4 separate regions of the Mus musculus genome follow, and regions 1, 3 and 4 are each linked to region 2. A link is a contact called in public promoter capture Hi-C data. All regions are on one chromosome and are shown on one strand. The core of a region is the stretch at or near the end of the contact, and the rest is flanking DNA. Distances in the headings are between cores, read along the strand shown.

Region 1 (2,700 bases), core at 180-2,679, 2.3 Mb after region 2:
GCTTGCCCATGAGAAAAACCCTATTAATATTAATTGAATTACTAAAAAAATATGCCAATCACCCAATGGCATATTATTTCTAGTGCCTTTTTTCCTGCTTGGCATTGTTAGTGGGGCTTATCTGTAATGCCTTATTGGGTTCAAGGAGGAGTGTTTCTGGGGATTAAACAGAAATCAAAAGGGAGGGGCTTGCTCCTGGAGCTGCCCTTTTCGATAGTAGGGATCAAAACGCCTCCCCTCATGTTTCATATGTCTCCCATCTTAACGGCTGATGATAATAGGGAGGCCCTAGTCGTACAAAGTAAGATAGTTCTGGGTTCAGACTGTGACTATGCCTTTACTATATCTGCAATTTAAGAGGCTTTTCTGACTCTTAGCTCTCTCATCTGTAAAATGAAAACCACCCAGGATTACATAAATTAAAATCAGATGTGTTAAAACAAGAAGTGGGGAATTAGAAAGTTAACCAAACTCGGTGTTAACTACAGTAACATTCTCCCTTTGACCCTAGACATTGATAGAGCAACTACTGTGAGGTTTAGCATCATATAGGTGTCAGAGACAAGGCAAGTCAGCTTGAAAGCTAAAGACAGTTGGTGGTTGGAATGCAGTGTGACAAGTTATGACATAAAGGACATACATTGCTCTGGAATCAGTTCTGCACGGGAAGTTGGCAGTATCAGGGAAGGCTTTCTGGAGGGAGTGACTACTGTGGACAGAGACCACAGAGACAGGCAGCGCACAGCTCTGAGAAAGCATACCCATGTGGGGGAACGGAGAGAGTTCTGGCAAGACGAACTGCGACAAATCATAATTGTGGATGTTCTTTGTGGAAGGGTTTATGTTTCTTTCTACGAGGAAACAGAAGGTACCAAAAAACCGGATCCTTCACTTAGAAAACTTAAGTGGGGAGTATCAAGTTAAAACGTCATGACGTGAAATGTATACAGCTTTGGAGAGTTTAAACCTGACCTTCAACCCTGGTTAAACCCCATGGGTGACTTAAGTTACTGCATCCCTCCATAATTTCGTGGTCAACCAGCTGTATCACCTCTCTCAGGGTTACTGCAAGGATTAAATGGGTGTGCAAGGCAAATTCTCAGCAATACGCGTGTGACATAAGCAGCATTTGAAACAAATATCAATTCTCTTGGCTGAACCACGTGTAGCGGGAGGAGAAAAGCCTCTCCTCTCCCTTTCTTTCCTTCCCTCGTCCAGCAGTGTCGGCGGCAGCAGCCCAAAGCTGCGGATGTACAGAACGTCCAATCCAGCGGGCACTGTGCTGATTAATGGATAGGGGCGCGGAGCCCATCGCGGGCGGCAGCGAGGCTGGGCATGCTCAGTGCGCATGGCGGCGCAAGACAGCGGCGGGGGCGGGGCCGGGCGCGCCAGGCGCATGCTCAGTGTTCCCATCTGCTCTTTCCATCCAGTGCCGCAGCCGGAAAACCGCAGCGACGGCGGCGGCGGCGGCTGAAGGGGAGCGAGGCGTCCGGCCACGGGAGGGGTAGCGGAAAATACGAGGACAAGCCCGATAAGGCAGGAGCCGAGGGCCCGTGATTTGATTTGCGGCCTCCCCCAGGCCGCTGCCTTGGCCCTGAGCTGCGCCGAGGAGGCGGGCGGCGGCGATCGGAGCGCCGGAGAAGCGCCGGGCCGCGGGCGGCTCGCGCGCTGCAGCGATTCTGACGTTTTCCGCGGCGGGTCCCGCGGCCCGAGGGGCGGCCGTGAGTGAGGCGGGGCGTGCGCGCTCCGCCATGGCGGGGACACTGTCCGCGACGTGATCGTCCAGGCTGCCCCCGCCCGAGCATTCCGGGCCCTCTCAGCCGCCACCCTCCTGCGAGCCCGTGTGACTAAACGGAGACAAAGGGGAGGCGGAGGGGCAGACCCGGGCCGGAGCGAGCGCGGCCGGGTGCCGCCTCACGTCTATGCCCGGGGCCGCGGCGGCTCCCGCGGGCGGCGGACTCGCGACGAGCACAGCTGAGCTTTTCCGTGCCCGGCGCCCGGGAGGGCCGCGACCGGCGCGGACGATCTGAACTCCTCTCTCCGCCACACCATGTGAAGGCCGTCGTCCCTCCATCCCAACCAGCCGCCGTGAAAGATGGGGGATGCTGCAGACCCGCGGGAGATGAGAAGGACGTTCATTGTTCCAGCCATCAAACCCTTTGACCACTATGACTTCTCCAGGGCCAAAATCGCCTGCAATCTGGCCTGGCTGGTGGCCAAAGCCTTTGGGACAGGTAAGTGGTGTCGTCCCTTTCCTCTTCCTCCCGATGCTGTCCACATCCCAGTTTTTGTTCCTGATTCCAGCCCCCTCCCCCATGTGTATCTTCCGGTACAGGTTTAGGGAGATGACGGGAGACGAGCTCTAGGAGAAAGAAAGAAGGCAGGTTTGGTCTTAAATGAGGTGCCCTTGACTGACGCGGGAGGGGTTGACCGGGTTCCTTTTATTGAATAGCGTGTGTCTAAATTCCGCGAGCAAATTATCGTGTTTTCCCAAAATGGCTCTAATGTGTGGTGTTTTCCTTATTATCTTGCATACGTTTCCCTTTCGGTCATAATTGTGGTTACCATACCAAGAAATCTGAGCTTATTACTGGAAGAAGGTGGGGTACTATATTGATCTTGACATTTGTAATGGTGGTTGCTAGTCAGGCTATGTAGGATGAAAGGTGGTCAGTGTTGAAGTGCAGTATCTTTTGTAGG
Region 2 (2,700 bases), core at 3-2,502:
TGGCTGTTTCTCCAACATGGCGAACCCATGCCTGACAGGGTAACCTTGCATTTCCTGGGTAAAACAGTCTACTTCCTGACAGTCACATGGCTCCTTTTCTCACATCTTCAGGTCTCTGCTCAAATTCCAAGTGACTTTCCCTGATAAACATGTTTAAAGGAGCACTCACACCCCGAGCTTTGTTTCTCTATGAAATAGATATAAAAGACATTAGGTAATTTGGACTTCCTCACTGAAGCTAAGTTTTATGAGAGCAGGGCTCTTGCACGTAGCTGATTGTAGAACTCCACCTGGCAAATCTGTACCGATTAAGCACTTGCCCCAACGTCACCTCTTGAAATTTAATTTTCTTACTAAAATTAACGTTTGCATTCTTTTCTAATTATATTTCACATACTTGCATTCGTGTGTGTGTCACATTGCAGTACGGATGTCAGAAAACAATTTGTGGGTCCTGGGAATCAAACTCCTGAGTCATCTTGCTGGCCCAAACTTTCTAAATCTTGCTTCTATTGTTTTAATCCATTTGAGCTATAATACCGCTTTTTCTTGTTGTTGTTTTTTGGCTCTATTCCCTTGGCAGGGGAACGAAACCAGAAAAAGGCCTACTGATATCAAATGGTTAAGATCTGTGCTCAAGCACGCTGTTGTATGTCATCGTCTGTTTCTAAGGAGAGGCGTTAAGGCTGACTTCCAAGAAAGACCACGATAAGTTAAGCGACTGGCCACTGAATGATTAGCATCTAGGTATGACAGACTCTACACTGCCTCCTAGCTGTTCGCTCCATTCGTTCAAATCTGGTTAGTGGAACAGTAGGAATCAAAGCTTTGCTTTTGAAAAGCTCCATGTACTAGGGAGAGACCCATATTGCAAATATGTGACGTGTAAACGAATTTATCTAATGTAATATTTTTGTAATGCCACTTTGTGAGTGTGCCTGTATCCCAAAGATTCTGCATACCTACCAACTAGTTCAACTTTCGGAAGGGTCCTGAAAAGCTTTCTTAAAACTGGGACGCTAAAGTCTAGATTTGCTTAGCCAGACTCCGGGAAAACTCTCGTTTGCCTGCACTGACACCATGTAGAGGCAGCTTAAACTACTTGGTAAGTGGGATCAAAAAACTCCGATCTGGAGGCAGGGGTCGACCGCCGTAAGCGAGGCACACCCCAGTTCTCGGGAAAGTGGTAGCGTGGGCTCCGGAGCAGGGTGCGGGCGCGGGGAGGGGCCTGCGGCGGCCCGCCCTCTCCTCGGGGATGCCGGGATGTTTACCCTCCTGACAGCCGCGGCCGCCGGAGGAGGAGCGGAGCCGGGAGGATGGGCCGCCGCTAACCTCGCAGTGGGAAGCGCGGGCCGAGCAGGGTGGGAGCCGGCGCCTGCAGTGGCGCGGGGAGAGGCGATCGGCCCCGGATCCCGCAGCCCTGCAGCCCGCGTAGACCGAGCTGCCCCGGCGCCCCGGTGAGTATGTACGGCCCGGCCGGGTGGGGCCGGTGCGGGGAGCGGGCGGGCCGCGTGGGGCCTCGGGCTCTCGTGCCTCCGAGGACCGCCCGGGACGCCTGCAACTGGCGGAGCGTGGTGCAGGCCGCTGGCTGCAGGAGCTCAGAGTCCGGGCGCTTCGACCCCAGGAAGCTCCACGACGGTGGTGGTGGCGGCAACAGGTCTCCGGGCTCCGACAGGAGGAACTCCAGCGAAGACCCGCCTCCGGGCTGAGCTCATTGGTCACCTTGGCTATTTACAGCTCGAGGATTGGCTCAACCGATTCGGCTGCAGCCCAGTTTAGAAAAGTGAAGTTCACGGACCGGGGAGTCAGTCGAGCGTGAGTGGTGGGGTAGTCAGGTCGAGGTCCGATTGAAACCGATCCAGGGCTGGGATGCAGCAAAGTATGAGCTGAGTCCCAGTGGGGCGAAGGTGAAGTTAGGCCGTGGAAGATGCTGCTAAGCAATGTCGATAGCCTCCGCCTGGTGCTAGAGGCCTTGGAAGACCCACAAGAGATACATTTATTGACTCACATACTATACTCGAATAGCCTAAGTCTTTGCCCGCGCTAAACACTAAGAATATATTTACTTTAAAGTAAGATATGTTTTGTGCCCTTTACAATTCTGGTGATGGAACTGAATATAGCAAAAACAATCTAGAGATGTAAAGGACTTTTTTTTCTTTTTGAGATTACTAACTTTAAAGGTTGTAATTGGATTCAATGCCCGCAGTTTATAGAGCATTATTAGGACCACTCTTTAGTTTCTCCTCCAAGGAATCTGCAGTTCCCGGGAGGAACTGACGTTCATGACGGTGTGCTTTGATAGAGTTGCTTTACAGAATAATGTTCCGAATAAGCTTATTATAAATCTGTTCTCTTCTAGACGATGGGATGTTGATGTGATCCAAGAAAGGTTTAGTACTCATACTCAAAAATTTATAGTTTGGGACAACCGGACAAACTCTGAAAATGATGAATAAAAGATAAAGCCTGCAGTGCTTTGTAGCATTTCTCACTAGTATTCATGGCTGCAGTATTTCGTGATGGCCAGTGCACTTTATTGAACTAACATGCAACCTAAGCAGTTATTTCATCTTCACAGCTATCTGCCACCACTCCGAGAGACCCGGACCATAATTTGCTTTACATCCCAAACCGTTGCATCTTCTGCTTCGGCTGGCGAGGGGTAGGGGCGTGTGGAGGGAAACTTTACTTCTTAGA
Region 3 (2,700 bases), core at 85-2,584, 2.6 Mb after region 2:
GCAAGCAAAGTGACAGGCTTTTTCAACCCTGGGGCCTACAATTGTGTCTGGTGAGCTAGGTGGCCAGATTCCCCTTCAATTCTGTCTTAACTCCTTAGGTTAGAAAGGGGAAAGGGATGAATAAAGAAAACTGGGACATTATCACGGGAAGACTCCCGTCAGGAATTCCTTGAAGAGCAAAGAAGCACGCAAGCCCTAATACTCAATGTTATTTCAGTGTCTCAGGGAGAGTCAGAATCGAAAGCGGACAGCCTAGAGCCGCGTACATCATCTAAACCTAGCTGCGGGTCTCCCACCCGGAAGGAATGAGAGCAGCCTCTGGAGTCCACAGTGCAGCTGGGTTAGCTTTGAAGCCAAAAAGCTCCCATCTGTGCATGCCTTTACACTCAGAGCATTTTACAACATTACATGATTTGACTATCAAATTGAGCAGGAGATTCGACCACAGCTGTTTTTACTTGGGGCAAAGGAAGATACAGAGAACTTGGGTAACTTTTCTTAAACTTTCTTGCTTGCGGAGAAGTCTACCTAGGGCTAGTTTGGTCCGGACCCTGTGCGGTAGGCTCTGAACCCCGTGCTCCCTACACCCTTAGGAAGGCCAGCAGCTTGTCCCAGGTAAGGTCCCCGCCCCCAAGTAGGGTTCTCGGGTGGGGGAGGGGTCAGGGTGGCGTTTCGGCTACCTCGGCGGCAGCCCAGGAACAAGGTGCCGCTGGCCCACTTCCCTCACCTTGTTGGCTTGAGCTGGGGGCACCAGCAAGCACCCCACCACAGCCACCAAACACAGCAGCTTCATGCTTATCGGGCTTGCTGAGCCAGCAAGACTAGATGCCTGGGGGGATAAAAAGAAACATGGAGTCGGAAAAAGGGATAGTGGTCACAACAGAGGCAGCACCCTCGGCCCCTTTTCAGCTTTGCCAGACGAGGGAAGAGGGCTGAGTTCCAGGATTCCTGGCCTTCTAAACCTTTCCCTCTCCTCACCAAGCCCAGCTCTCAAAAGCTATCTGTGCACTAGCAGAGGGAGTTTTCTGAGGTTACAGCCGCCCGGAGCCCCCAGATCCTGTCACCAGGCCGCGTTCCGACCCTCACCTCTCCTCCCACCGCCCTCCGCCATCTCTGCCTCCACCGCCCTGGTGGCGCCGCTCAGGCCCAACCAGAAGCCCCGATTCCGACCGCCAAGAGTACTGCACACCCTGCCTAAGGATTTGGGGTGGCTGTGAACCCCCAGTGTCCCTGCGACCCCCGTACCCCTCCCCCAATGCCGAGTCTACCAACCTGCAAGCTCAGCCGCAGCCGCCACTGATCAGCAGGCTCCACCCCTTCAGCATCTATTGGCTGCTACAGTCGCCGCTCAGCCCAACCTCGCTAGTTGCCAAGACAACAAGACCCACCTTCTCTTGGTCCCGGAGGCTTACAATCTAGGGAGAGGCACGCATTTCTCTACCAGGATTTAGCAAGAAAAGGGAATGTCTGCCTTTCCTACTGAAAACTGAAGCTCTAGCCCTGTGGGTCCGTTCAACTCCTCCTAGAGTGCTTTGTTTGTCCTCGCCTTATACTATCTTACTGTTTCAGAGAAAGCATTTTAGAAATGAAACTAGTAATGATTTTAGAACAAGATCAAGGACCATTGTGCTTATTCATAGTCTGAAAATATTATTATAGAGACACATTTTTGTTTTGTTTTGTTTTGTTTTTTAACAAGGAACTCAAGGGCCCAGGCTCTATTCCTACACACAAAGACATATGCCAAAGAGGGCAAGACAGGATTAGTAATAGGCGTGGGCTGGAGGGAGCTGTGCCTCCTTAGCCTGCACTGGTTCTGAAGGCCTGGCAAATTGAAACAAGGTGTACTAGGCCAGTCTGGGACTAGGAGGAGGTTACAGGCTGCAGAGGGACAGATGTGAACTTCTTAGCAGCAGTGAAGGAAACTGGAGTCACCTGAGTCCAGGGGCCACTGCAGTGAGGACACTTGAGCTTTGGCCTCAAGTGCATCGAACTAAGCTCCTGTGTTACCCTAGAAAACATGCATTCCCTCTCTGGGTACCAGTTTCCTTAGCTAAGGGTCCCTACAGCTTTGATGGGTTGGGGCTCCTGGAAAGAAGAATAGTCATATGGCCAGAATGAAATTTAGTATAGAAAGTCATGTGTCACAAAAGAGTTTTCCTCCTTAGACATATTATCTGAGCACTATTTGTGGTGGGTACTATATAAGACACTGAAGCTGCCTGGGGGAGGGGGAGGCTAGCCTTGTCTCTGTTCTCTTTTTTTGTTGTTGTTTTTAAGATTTATTTATATTTTATGTATATGAGTACACTGTAGTTGTCTTCAGACACACCAGAAGAGGGTGTCAGATCACATTGCAGATGGTTGTGATCCACCATATGGTTGCTGAGAATTGAACTCAGGACCTTTGGAAGAGCAGTCAGTACACGTAACCACTAAGCCATCTCTTCAGCCCCATCTCTGCTCTTGTATAACTTGATATTTATTACAAAAACAAAAACCAAAAAACAATGGTTGTTTTAGTCAGGGTTCTCTAGAGTCACAGAACTTATGGGTAGTCTCTATATACTAAGCAAATTTGTTGATGACTTACAGTCTGTAGTCCAACTGCCCAACAGTGGTCAGCAGCAGTTGTGAATGGAAGCCCAAGGATCTAGCAGTTTCTCAGTTCCACAAGGCAAGCAGAAGAAGAGAGAATCT
Region 4 (2,700 bases), core at 188-2,687, 2.5 Mb after region 2:
TGGAATCTGGGTCATCTCTGACCCAGGGGATTTGAACACTTGTCTCAAGGACCTACCCTAGAATTTGACTGCTCCCCTCCCCCACTCTATAAGGCCAGAACCAGAGATGTATGTTCCTCAGTGCATCTGTGAGTTGGTGACCAGCTCACTCACATTGCTACTCTCCCACTATGTTCTTCTTAAAGAGAAGACCACAAAACACAGTCGGGAGAGCTGGTGGGAGGCATCTTCACTCTCTGCAAAGAACAGAGAGTTCAACTTTGTAGCATTTCCTGTCCCTGCACCTGTGTGCCCCTAGGAAAAGAACCCACTAAGTCCCGTCCTCTTTCCTCTTAATGTCTGCCAGATTACTTCTAATACCTACAGATATCGGGAATGGGAATCCAGATAAATCTAGGGGCCCTTCCCCCCTGCTCAGTTTCACCTTTGTGCCTGTGAATGTAGCATTAGGGTCCTGTCACCCCTTTCACCCCTTCTGGATTAGTCCCTCGGATACACCTTTTTCTTCCTCCCTAGCACCATCTCCTCTTGGGGCAGGACCAGCAGGGCTTTCTCCAAAAGCCATTGGCACCCCGTGGAAAGCCAAGGCACCATTCCAACCCTTTCATGGGTCCCACAACCGATCTTTGTCTGTTGTATCCGCTCCCAGGATGGTGAGCTGGATCAAGAGCGTAGAACTGGCTAACTGGGGTAGATGGGGGGAGGGGGGATTCCCTCCTATACCCCAGAATGAGACAGCAGCCTCATGGGGAGGACAAGAGGAAACACACAGACGCTCCGGCCTGGGCCAAAGCTGGGTGTGAAATACCGGATTTCCTTGTTTATTCGATTTTCTGATCATTAAGTGCTCCCAAGAGGGGCCAGAAATTACCACCCAAACAAAGCCACCTTCCATCAGTCCGCTGGGCCGCCGCTCCCCTGCGGCAGCCGGGCCAGCGCGCGTCGGCCCCTCCTCCTGGACTGCAGACTCCAGCTCGAGCGGTGCCCGCGCCCCCCGCCCGAGAACACGCGAGACAAAGCTCGAACCCCTCCTCGCACGCCCCTTCCCCGCCATCGACCCTTACCTGACGGCCACTTTGACGCAGCAGTCGCCCTGGCCAGCCATGGTCCTCCGGCACCAGGGTCTGGGCGCGGATCAGGGGCGGGGGTCCGGGGGCCACTGCTCCAGGCAGCGGCTGCGGCTGCAGAAGGCGGAGGCAGGGACCCTGCTAGCGAAAGCGACCTCGTAGGCTGGAGGTGACATGCTCGCAGGAGGCGGCAGAGGGGCTCAGCCGCGGCCGGCCCCACGGGGCTGGTCCCATGCGTCTCCTCCAGCCATCGCGCGGAGGTGCTGAGCTCGTTGACAGCGGGCAGTGAGACCCGCAGCTCCCTACAGCGCGGCACACGCGCGCGCACACACCTCCCACCCGGACCGCCACCTCCCGCCGCAGCGCGAACAAAGGGGGCGGGGGCCGAGCCACCTCAGGACCCACCCCCAGCCCCTCAGAGCCGCGCAGGGCCCCGCCCCTCCCAGAGGCCGCCAATAGAAGGCCCCAACGAGCAGCAGAGGCGGGACTTGAGCCTTTAAAGAGACCTCTTGGCTCCCGTCCATCGGGTGGCTGGGAGGGGCGGGGTAGGATTGGAGGGCTTGGGAGTGAAAGCGGGAGTGGCATGATGGACTCGTCCCTGGGAAGTTGACCATTCGGGAACCACGGCCCTCGAAGTCATGGTACCTCAGTCTCAGTGGGATCTTCCTTTCCTAAATGAGGAACGGGACTCAAAGAGGAACACCCCAAGGTCATACAGCGAGTCTGTGGCTAGGCATGGGTAAGAACCTGGTCTCTGGGCTGGGCGGTGTGCTGCACCTCAAAGCATCTCATAGAGATGAGCAATTTGCAATTTGAAAGAGTCAGCGAAGTGTCCCTTCTGCATTTATTTCGGTAAATCCGCCAACCTTTATTGAAGGGGATTCTTGTTGATGTGGAAGTAAATTTCCCCACCTCCACTCTGCAACATCTTTAAGCTCATAGTTTGCTTTGATGGCTGACTGGCTCAGGTTCTCCTCACTAAACCAGGGTCCCACTAACCTTTATGACCCACAGGGCCTGGTTCACACTCTTTGTGACAGTGGGGGGGGGGGGCGGGTTGTGTGTGGGGGAGTCGATGTGGGAGGCCAGATCTGCCTGGGAAGTAGTAGGAACAAAGAAGCACTTGACTCCAGATACCTGGGAGAAGCTAGAAGGCAAAGGAGGCCAGCGCTGCCATCAGAAATGTATATAAAGGATTAGCCCAGGAGACTTTTCAACACAGGGCTATGAGAAAGGAGACCAGTAATGTGAAGTCAAGTCCCATTCCAGTTCACCCCTGCACCCTCCCAGCCCCACTCTTCTCCCTGCCCCCCAACAACCAACATTAGGACCATTCACAGGGCCCCTCACCAGCTGCCCTCCCTTCCCAGGCTTCACCCAGCTCCTTCCTCTGGAAAAGGCCCAAGAGGAGGACCCAGCTGCAGCTCAAGATGTGGATGGAGACCTCTGGGGGAGGGGAGGCAGGGGAGTCTGGCTCCAAGCTTCTTGCATCAGCCTCAGATGATGAAACCCTGTGAGACGTCTTGGCTGGGATGTACGTTAGGGTCCTGAGGATCCACTTCTTGGTGCCATCATTCCCCACTCCCCACCCCCATCTGTGACTGCTCCACTCGGGAACCCAGGTGCCTGTTTG

Evidence for each region. Promoter capture Hi-C pulls out the DNA fragments that hold promoters and counts their contacts.
Region 1: a contact with region 2 is called in a promoter capture Hi-C map of the C10 cell line, with 2.8 times the contacts expected there. The contact joins the promoter of Camsap2 here to the promoter of Nek7 in region 2. A contact is called at or near these places in 1 of 39 promoter capture datasets (the C10 cell line) and 2 of 115 datasets of contacts at active chromatin or transcription factors (astrocytes and embryonic forebrain).
Region 3: a promoter capture Hi-C map of pre-B cells shows a contact between it and region 2, with 2.4 times the contacts expected there. The contact joins the promoter of Tmem9 here to the promoter of Nek7 in region 2.
Region 4: a contact with region 2 is called in a promoter capture Hi-C map of pre-B cells, with 6 times the contacts expected there. The contact joins the promoter of Kif21b here to the promoter of Nek7 in region 2.

What each region holds. Positions count from the first base shown.
Region 1 is chr1:136,344,833-136,347,532 of GRCm38.p6, reverse strand. Camsap2 (calmodulin regulated spectrin-associated protein family, member 2) reads left to right here and starts at 1,429. Exons shown (of 18, transcript NM_001347109.1): 1 at 1,429-2,234. The coding sequence starts at 2,096.
Region 2 is chr1:138,618,309-138,621,008 of GRCm38.p6, reverse strand. It overlaps Nek7 (NIMA (never in mitosis gene a)-related expressed kinase 7), which reads left to right and starts at 1,252. Exons shown (of 10, transcript NM_021605.4): 1 at 1,252-1,457.
Region 3 is chr1:136,016,635-136,019,334 of GRCm38.p6, reverse strand. It overlaps Tmem9 (transmembrane protein 9), which reads right to left and starts at 1,334. Exons shown (of 6, transcript NM_025439.3): 1 at 1,273-1,334; 2 at 728-829. The coding sequence starts at 793. It also overlaps a transcript of Igfn1 not described here.
Region 4 is chr1:136,130,127-136,132,826 of GRCm38.p6, reverse strand. It overlaps Kif21b (kinesin family member 21B), which reads right to left and starts at 1,437. Exons shown (of 35, transcript NM_001039472.2): 1 at 1,065-1,437. The coding sequence starts at 1,105. It overlaps Gm15850 (predicted gene 15850), which reads left to right and starts at 1,644. Exons shown (of 3, transcript NR_046170.1): 1 at 1,644-1,806.